2 separate regions of the Bos taurus genome follow, and region 1 is linked to region 2. A link is a contact called in public Hi-C data. All regions are on one chromosome and are shown on one strand. The core of a region is the stretch at or near the end of the contact, and the rest is flanking DNA. Distances in the headings are between cores, read along the strand shown.

Region 1 (4,628 bases), core at 918-3,417, 70 kb after region 2:
AATGTTAGAGCAAAGACAATTTTAGATTGAGTTGGGATAAAAAGAGATACAGAAAGATTTGAAGTACGAGTTGGATAAAGATAAATTGGGAAAATACTAACTACAAGAAATGTCATAAAACTGTGTTAGCGTCACATTAAAGTAGGGTTTCTGGCAAGGAGCAAACAAACGAAAGGGGTTATTTTGTAGTAAGAAAAGTTTTATTGGAACATATAAAAAATTTCTATAACCCAAAGGAGAAGCAGCCCAGTGGGAAAACGGGAAAGGATGTGAAGAGGCAGTTTTCAGAAGGAGCTGACTCACACACGCATGACCACTTTCACAAGCGATTAGGAAATGGGGATCAGAACCGTGACGTCCGATTTCACCCTGCTCCGGTTAGCACGTCGCAGGGCTCGGGGTGGCTCAGTGGGTCTGGAGTCTCTTGGGCACGTACAGAGTACATCCACGTGGGAGAACAGTGTGACCGTGACCTGTGAGTTGGAGATGCTCATCCCTGTGTCCCCCTTCTCTGACCTCTAACCCGTGGTGTATCCCCCTAGAGGAACACCCGCTCATGAGAAAACGCACAGGGGACCCCAGGGGGGCCCATGGCGGCAGGGCTCACGGCAGCAAGCATTGTCAGGGACCCTCGAGGTCCAACAGGAGGGTGGGCCCTGAGGTGGTGGTCTGACTGTACAGTGAGCTGTTCGCTAACACCGAGAGTAGCGGTGTCAAGAGCAGGTGAAGAGCGTGTGTACTCCACAGCGAGGCAGCCTTGGGCTCAAAACCTGGTTTTGACACTTAATAAACATCTTGGGTAGAGTTATTCTCTTATGTGGGAGAAGTTCAGAGATGGGTGTAGTCCAGTTTGGGATTCTTTCCTGCCTCTTGTATGTGTGTGTCATTGCACAGTGCGTGCACACGTGTGTGTGTGCTCCAGCCCTCCTCCTCACCTCCATTTAGGTTCCCTTTATCCCGCACACACCAGCCATCCTACTCTGGTCGTGGGGAAGATGGTGAAGAGCATCCTGTGTGGACCGGGGGAGGCGGAGTCACAAACTCAGATCCGGGTATTGCCGCTGGGCGCCCCCACCTTCAGGACCCTCCTTGGCTGCTCTGGAGGAGCCTGCGGTGACAGCGGGTGCTCGGCTAAGGGCAGGTCCCTCCTCGGGGCAGGGTGAGGGGAGCCCAGAGCACAGCCTCCAGGGAAGGGAGCCTGACCCCTGTGTGCGCTTGTGTGGCGGGGTGGGGGCTGCCTCTCTTCTCTGCGCAGACCTGGAGGCTGGACAATGTGGGAGAAAGCTGGGCTTGCCTCACTTGGCCGCCTCTCTGGCTTGGTGGCTCCTGCAGGGAGCGGGGGTGGTGACCTGGTGCCTGAGGTGGGTGGGTGGTGGCTGGCATCCCATTCTCACCACTCCACAGTGTAGGGGGACTGCGCCCACAGGGAGGCGGGGCTGTTCAGGGAGCCCCGGGAACCAAGGGCAGAGTGCAGTGGCTGGCTGGCTGCTGGGGTCTGTGGTACCTCTGAGAGCTGTTGGCTGAGCTGAATGTTCCCTAGACCCAGAGCTCGGGGGACCCCAGGGGAGGCGTGGCTGCTCCGGCTGCACCCCCTCCCCCAAAGGTCTGCCTCAGGTCTCCAGCACTCTCTGTCTCCCCATTAGATTTCCCCCTTGTCTCCCCAAGTGCAAGTTGGGTACATCCAAGGCCAGCTGGCCTGGGAAACAGACCTTGCGTGTCAGAGCCCATCTATTCAGGTCCATCCTGCTTTCAGATCGTGGGTTCCGAGTGGAATATGCGTGTGGTTCTGTGTGTCCAGGATTGGGGTTTCCGTGTCTCGCCTGGACTGGGGGCTTGGGGAGCACCAGGGGTGTCTTCCCACCGAGGTTTAGACTCCTTGGAACATAAGGACCACCTCTTGGGGACACTGCTGCTTGTATACCTGTTTCCTTGAGAGGCTAGTGCTCAGGTCGGCTGGTGCTCGGGGTAGAATGAACCCCTTACCCTCATGTCTTCGGGGGAGGTGCCCCTCTGGGCTCTGAGGCAGCAAGTGCGGGCACAGCTTCTTCTCCTGCTGGGATGGGTGAATGGGCGGGGGTTGGGGGAGCCTCCTGTGTAGGGGGCCCCGGCTCTATGAGCGTGGGCAGGAGCCCTGTGTCTATTAAAAGGCGGAGGCGGCCTTGTGGTTGGAGTGTTGCCAGAGGCTATAAATAGCTGAGTGTGTGCAGGAGTGCCAGGGAGGAGGGAGGAGGGGGATTCCTCTCCAGCTGGCAGCAGAGTCTGGGAGTGGGGGGGCATGCAGCCTCCCGGTCTCCCCGAGTCCCCCTGGGGGACAAAGCTCTTGCAGGTGTGGGTGTGCACACCCCCAGCCTGACGGGGCGGGGGGCTTGTGCTGTGATGAAATGGCGTTGGCAGTGGGGAGGGGTCTGACTTTGATATAACAGTGATGGTGCCAGGCATCTTTCTCACTTAAAATGCAATAACTCAAGTCATTCTTGGGACAGCCAAGGAAGTGGGTTCGTTAGCATCCCCTTTACCCGAGTGGGGAAACACAGGCACGAGGTGGTTGGGGCACTTGCCAGGAGGTGTCCAAACCAGGACCTGAATGGGGTCGAGGCCCCTTTTTTTCAGTTGGTGTGTGGGGTTCGCCGGGTGGCGCTAGTGGTAAGGGACAGCCTGCCCGTGCGGGAGGCGCTGGAGACATGGGTTCCATCCCTGGGTCAGGAAGATCCCCTGGAGGAGGGCACGGCAACCCACTCCAGTATTCTTGCCTGGAGAATCCCATGGACAGAGGAGCCTGGCGGGCTGCAGTGCATGGGGTCACAAAGAGTCAGACACGACTGAGCGACTTAGCATGCATGCACGTGTAGGAGGATCTTGTCAGGTGTGGGTCCATGGTCATCCTGAGCCCTGGGTCTTAACTGGAGCCTTGAGATTTGGAGTTCCCAGCCCTGTCCGCATGGGTCCTGCTCACAGTAGTGGCCAGAGGGGTCCCTGCTTGGTCAGTAGCCTGGAGAGAAGAGCTGGGCCAAGCTTGGGACACTCCTGCTGTGTGCTGACTTCTCTCTTTCGGCGGGCTCCCAGCTTTATACGGGGCGCGGAGGCTTGTTGTCTGAGCGCAGATGGACCTTAGGGCTTGGGCTGCAGGCTGAGGCCATCCCTCGTTTTCCCCTCCCTTGACAATCCAGCTCCAGCCAGGAGAGAACTATGTCCTTCTGTCTGATTATTGGTCCATCCTTCTTTCGGTGCCTCTGCCCATCTTTCCAGCCTGTGTCTGGACCTGGTTCTAGCACTCAAGACAGTTAAGGTTTCTGCTGTCAAAGCATCAGCTTTGCAGTCCTGTGGGGGAAGCCCACAGGATTAGGAAGCAATCATCAAGCACATTTGTAATGTTTTGTTTCTTATATGAGTGTTTATTATGTTATTGTCTCTGGGGGGATTATCTTTGGTTGCATTATTTTTATACTTTTTGAATGTCTGGAAAAACCCTTTAAACAGCAATAGGCAATTAGTCACAGGGGATAAATGAGGTGATGGAGGAAGTGCAAAGGCCTGTGGAAGTGGAGAGTAATTGGCCTGGCCTCCAGGGAGAGAGAAGAGCCAACATTTAAAGGAGAAAGTGGGGAACGTCTTGCAGCCAGAGGTAGTAACTTGTGTGAAGCCTGGAAGCCGAGCATATTCAAGAGCCTGGCAATGTTGTGTGCTGCAGTCGGGGGAAGGAGGGTGGGGTTGTGCCCAGCACCTGTCTGTAGCCCAGCTTGGGGGTCCGGCCCACAGGTCACCAGAGGACCCCCACTAGATTTGCTGCCATGGATGCAGTGGGTCCTGTGTGCCCTCTGGATTGGGGGCTTTGCAGAGTATGCAGCTGCCAATGCTGCTGCAGGTCGGCGGGGGGAGGGGGAGGTGTGGGCATCGTTGGCACCAGCATGGGCCCTGCCACAGTGTTTCCATCCCATTCCCTCAGCCCCACCTCTCGCTAGCAGAGCTGCTGAGACAAGACAGAGCCATGGGCAGGAAGCTGCGCTCCTAGTTTCTCCAAAGTGGTCCCCGAGTTTTGCACGAAAACCACCTGGGACAAAGGGGGTGGTTAAAACACAGATCCTGCCCCCACTCCAGTTGGCAGGGTCTGGGCTGGGCCCAGGAATAGGCATGTCTAGCATCACCCTCCCGCCCCACTCCAGCACACACGGTGATTCTGACATGCCTGCGGTCGCAGGGAGGCACCCGGAGCTCCGGGTGTTGGCCGAGCCCCTCCCTGTGCACTGGCTGCCAGTCTGTGCCCGCCCCTCCTCCAGCCCAGGGGCCTGGGGCGGTTCAGCAGCAGCTGCCTCCTGGGCACAGGTTCGGGGCGCGGGGAGGCCGAGACACGGGAGTGCATCTACTACAACGCCAACTGGGAGCTGGAGCGCACCAACCAGAGCGGCCTGGAGCGCTGCGAGGGCGAGCGGGACAAGCGGCTGCACTGCTACGCCTCCTGGCGCAACAGCTCGGGCACCATCGAGCTCGTCAAGAAAGGCTGCTGGCTGGACGACTTCAACTGCTACGACAGGTGCCGGCACCCCCGAGGCCGGGAGTCTGGAGTCCACACGGGCTGTCGCCGGGTCCCAGCCCTCCCGGGTTTTGAGGTCCCCAGTGATGCTGGAAGGGTT
Region 2 (5,224 bases), core at 2,159-4,658:
GCAGCCTACCAGGCTCCTCCGTCCATGGGATTTTCCAGGCAAGAGTACTAAAGTGGAGTGCCATTGCCTTCTCCGATAGCTTTATATATATAAAGCTACAAGTATACTCCTAACTTTTCACTCTTAAAACTACTTATTTAGAAGGATGTATATATGCCTGAATGGTTTCAGTAGAATCAGTACTAACGAATACAGCTTTACGTAGGTTGGATAAAAACAACTAGTCTGCTATTATTACACAAACAGAATAAAATACATTGGAATTTAAAAACAGTGCATTTTTATCCAGAAAGCATATTTCTTCAGAGTTTTTCTCAAAGAAAGAGGTTAACTTTGAGAAAAATTCATGTTGTGGCTGCAGACTTTAAAGAATGAAGAGATAATTCAGGGGTGTTTCACTGGTGAACAGAGTATAGAAACTGAATTTATGTTTGTCTCCCTTTTCCTATTTTACAATGAGTCCTTATTATTATATCTACTAAATGAAATGTTTTTCTCTTTCTGAAAAGCTTACATCTAGTGCTTACCCTCAGATAGATTAGCTTTCACTGACTCGTGTGTCAAGATGTAATACATTCAGTTAACAAACACCTAGATTGAAAGAAAACTTGATTCAGTCAAAGACCTTGCTCAGTTCAGTCACTCGGTCATGTTCGACTCTTTGTGACCCCATGGACTGCAGCACACCAGGCTTCCCTGTCCATCACCAACTCCCGGAGCTTGCCTCAAACTCATGTCCATTGAGTGGATGATGTAGTCCAGCCATCTCATCCACTGTTGTCCTCTTCTCTCTTGCCTTCAATCTTTCCCAGCATCAGGGTCTTTTCCAATGAGTTCTTCATATCAGGTGGCTAAAGTATTGGAGTTTCAGCTTCAACATTAGTCCTCCAAATGAATATTCAGGACTGATCTCCTTTAGGATGGACTGGTTGGATCTCCTTGCAGCCCAAGGGACTCTCAAGAGTCTTCTCCAACACCACAGTTCAAAAGCATCAATTCTTTGGTGCTCAGCTTTCTTTATAGTCCAACTCTCACATCCATATATGACTACTGGAAAAACCAGTAGCTTTGACTAGACAGACATTTGTTGGCAAAGTAATGTCTCTGCTTTTTAATATGCTGTCTAGGTTGGTCATAGAGCTTGCTAAGAGAAGAAAATGTACGCTAATATCTTTGTAGAAAATGTCAGAAAGTAGCTTTGTGGCTTGAAGGTGGGGAAACACTTCTTAAACAAAATCAATACAGAGAAAATTTGACAGATTTTATTACATTAAAATTAATTTTTCCAGTCCATGAAGGGCAAGATGGACAAGTTAGCAGATAAATGACATATTGGGAGAAGATATTTGCAAGACCTAAGACCAAATGGGAACTTACATCTTGAAATATAAGAACCTCCTGCAAATCCTTTAAAAAAGACAAAAATTCTCAATTTGAAAAATGGGCAAAAGGAATAAGCAGGGGATTCACGGAATGGGAAATCCTAAATGGCTGGTGAGCGTATATGAAGAGAAGCTCAAATTCATCAATAATGAGAGAAATGCAAATTAAAGCAATAATGAGAAACCACTCCTCACCTATTACACTGGCAAAATCAAAAAGGATATAAATGCCAGGTACTATATATAGGATGGAGAAGTTCAGGTACCCTTGGGCATTCCAGGTGGGAGTGTAGACCAGTATAGCGATTCTCAGAAGTAATCCAGCACTCTGATGATACGAGTTATACACACATAATATAAACCCTACTCTTGGATATTACCCACCCCCCCCCCGAAAAAAAATTCCCTCCCAGAGGTCCACAGAACCATGGATGAGGATGTTTCAACCTGTGCTACTTGCATTAGTGGGGAACTGGAGTCCACCCCAGTGTCCCTCGGGGCCAGCTCGAGTAGCAAAACCTGGGGTCAGTACACTAATGAACACGATAGAGCTGTTACAAGCAACCAAGTGGATCAGGGGCCCCCACACACTGTGCCCTTCATGGCATCCCTCAGAATCTCAGTTTTGCCATGTGCTTCTTGGCTAAAAGAACAGGTTAAGGGTTCTGTTTAGTAAGTATCAATAGTTAGACCCAAACGGCTTTATGTGTACTTGTGCCCTAAGAACTTAAAAGCTCTTTGAAGAAATTAGTGCACATAAATAGGGAGAGAAAATAATTTCATTTCCTTCTTAACTAAGCATAACTACTCACTAAGGGGATGTGTGTGCCCATTGAGTGTTGCACAACTCTTCAAAGATTAGAATCAGACTGAAAACCGCTGCCCTTATTTTTTCACTTTAATTTTCCTGCAGTACTTGTTTATCACCATGACTGCTTAATCACCGCAATTTGCTGATCACTATGACATAGGGTTGCAAAGATATGATCTTTGCAAATCCAGTGTTAGAACCGTTGACTGCCCAGTAGCCAACAGTCAACTACTTACCAGTGCCCTTAGAGACTGACAAAGGTTGAGATGAGTATCCCTGTCTTTCCCTCCAAAAGTAAAAATACCCCGCTGCACCCCTGTGGGTTCCCTGCACCTTCCCAGAGCACCTGGGTGCAGTTTGGGAACCAGAAAATACATATAACTATGAGTAAACTGTAAAAACCCGGAGAAGGCAATGGCAACCCACTCCAGTACTCGCCTGGAAAATCCCATGGACGGAGGAGCCTGGTAGGCTGCAGTCCATGGGGTCGCTAAGAGTCGGGCACGACTGAGCGACTTCACTTTCACTTTTCACTTTCATGCATTGGAGAAGGAAATAGCAACCCACTCCAGTGTTCTTGCCTGGAGAGTCCCAGGGACAGAGGAGCCTAGTGGGCTGCCGTCTATGGGGTCGCACAGAGTCGGACACGACTGAAGCGACTTAGCAGCAGCAGCAACAAACTGTAAAAAACAGTGCTGAATTTTTAAAAGTACTTCAAAACTAACGCCTAGGGAATTTCCTGGAGGTCTAGGGATTGGGACTCGCTTTCACTGCCGACATCGCTGATTCAGTTCCTGGGTCCATTTCCCTGTGCCCCCTAACTCAGCACCATGAGTGGACAGCTGCTCCAGTACCTGAGAGAGACGAACTTGGAGGTCCCAGGCTCCGGGCTCTCAGAGAGACAGGTAGCAACAAGCCGGCCTAAGGATGAATCCTCTGGTCCAGGCGTCCTCCAAGGGAAGGCAGGCCGCGATAAGGCCGGGTCTGCGCAGGGAGCACATTTGGATGGGAAGCGGGGCGAGGTGGGATTGGTCGGTCGCCCCGGTGCTAAAAGCAGGCTGATGCCGAGCTGCGGCGCGTCCCCACCTCGTTCACCCGCAGGTGGCGCCAGAGCGCAAGGCGGCGGGGGCCCCGGGTCCGGGAGATGGGCCGGGCGGGGCGAGGGGCGGGCCCGGCGTGTCTGCGCGTTGGAGCGCGGCGACAGTCCGGCCGCGGGAAGGACTGACGGAACCGCGCGCCGCCGGATCCTCCGCGGCCATGGCCGAGCGCGCCGCTCGCCACTGCTGCCTGGGCTGGGACTTCAGCACGCAGCAGGTATCGGCGCGGGCCCCGGGACGGGCTGGTTGGGGCCGCTTCCTCCGCGACCCCGGGCGGGCTGGCGGGGACCCCGGCGCCCGAACCCTGGGCCGCGCTGCGAGCGCTTCTCTCTTGGGCTTCCCCGGGGACCCGGCACCTCCGCCAGGCCTGTACCCCGGCTCTCCCAGAAAGGGGGCCCTCCACCCCAACTCCTTCAAGGGATCCGCGGGCACGCGGCGGGGAAATGCCCGGGGAACCCAAAAGGCTGGCCTGCCGTCTTGAGCACAGGTTCCCAGGGACCCGAAGGAACTCAGCAGCTTTAAACAGAGGGCCAGACAGACGGGGAGACACGCAGGCGGAGCCAGTGACCGGGAACCAGATCCCGCTTGAAGCTTTTTTTTTTTTTTTTTAAGAAATGGGCACGTTGTACACCTGAACTTTGTTCCGCCTGTGACAGCCCTTGGATGGCACCAGCGTGCCCAGGTCAACGTGCCCGACTGTGCTGCTCCCCGAGTCAGGCACGCAGGCAAGCAGAGTCAAGATTTGCTTTCCAGTTTGGGGTATCAAGGGGCTCCTTCTCCTTAACTTAGGACATGGTCGCGGTTAAAGACAAACGCCTCTCCACAGATGGGTCAGGGGAGCAAGGCTGTGGTCTATCCCTGACCAGAAGCTCCTGGGGGGACCTTGGATAAGTCAGGTTGTCTTTTTAGGCCTCTTTCCCCATCTGTCCAGTAAAGGAGTTGTACTCTTGAGTTTGGAATCTGCTCTATTGGGACATGTATCTCTGGTCCTTGATCATGGCCTTTGGGAACAAACCGGGGACCTTGCCTGGTCTCTTAGATCCCTGCAGGCGTGGACACCCCAGAGACATCTCCAAACCCTGCCTCCCATTCCTTCTCCTCTAGGACTTGCTCAGACCTTCTTGCCTGGCACAGGAACCAGCTCATCTATGAACATCTACTTCTAGAGGATTTTGGCTTTGGCTGTTTGGGAGGGCAGAAATTCCCTGAGTGTTTCGGGGTGTTTCTGTTTAGCCTCCACTTCTTCATTTTACTAAGTCTTTGGATATGTCGTCAGATGAGGCCTCTTACCCGGATAATTGCCATGATGCACCCCAGCCTCAAGGAGTTCTCCAGGCTGAACCACTTCTAGAGGGCTGGGCTTCACCTGGTGATGTTCATATCCTTGGACCAGTCTAGTATAGAAGCTGAGGAAAAGTCTATCCATTATTTTTAATATTTTACCTTCCAGGTAAAAGTTGTTGCTGTTGATGCAGAGCTGAGTGTCTTCTATGAAGACAGTGTGCATTTTGACAGAGACCTTGTAGAATTTGGGTATGTACCTAGAGTGCCTGTGTGTGTGTAGGGGGGTGGTTTTGGGGTCCACCCTAAACCCTTTATTTTGGCCCCACTGCATGCCACTTGTGGGATGGTTGTTCCTTGACCAGGGATCGAACCTGTGCTCGTTGCAGTGCAAGCATGGATTCTAACCACTGGACTGCCAAGGAATTCCAACTTTTTATATTTATAAACCACACTATTCTGGTTTCCTCAAATTGCAAGAAGGGCGATCTTGACACATCACTCAACATCTTTATTTTGTGCCTGGAACGCACTCTCCTGCATTCCTTCTGAATTCTGCACGTGGCTTCGTATATGTAGTAGGTATCAGTTGAGACGCACTTTGTATCAAGCACTGTGCTGCATGCTGGGATTTGATGGTGAAGCAAAGAGTC

What was found. Hi-C and Micro-C count contacts between places; a contact is called where the count stands out from the background.
Region 1: a Hi-C map of skeletal muscle shows a contact between it and region 2, with 4 times the contacts expected there. The contact joins the enhancer-like site here to the promoter of XYLB in region 2. A contact is called at or near these places in 3 of 11 Hi-C or Micro-C datasets (blastocyst, skeletal muscle and an unstated tissue).

The regions. Positions count from the first base shown.
Region 1 is chr22:11,844,849-11,849,476 of ARS-UCD2.0, forward strand. It overlaps ACVR2B (activin A receptor type 2B), which reads left to right. Exons shown (of 11, transcript NM_174495.2): 2 at 4,321-4,528. Among named protein-coding and RNA genes, the nearest start is that of ACVR2B, 21 kb to the left of the region's middle. Within about 2 kb of position 2,168, at least 4 of the 102 cell types and tissues checked have an H3K27ac peak or open chromatin away from gene starts, as enhancers often do. A contact at or near this core is called in skeletal muscle, where this site is marked.
Region 2 is chr22:11,773,600-11,778,823 of ARS-UCD2.0, forward strand. It overlaps XYLB (xylulokinase), which reads left to right and starts at 3,409. Exons shown (of 18, transcript NM_001034483.1): 1 at 3,409-3,507; 2 at 4,741-4,823. The coding sequence starts at 3,451.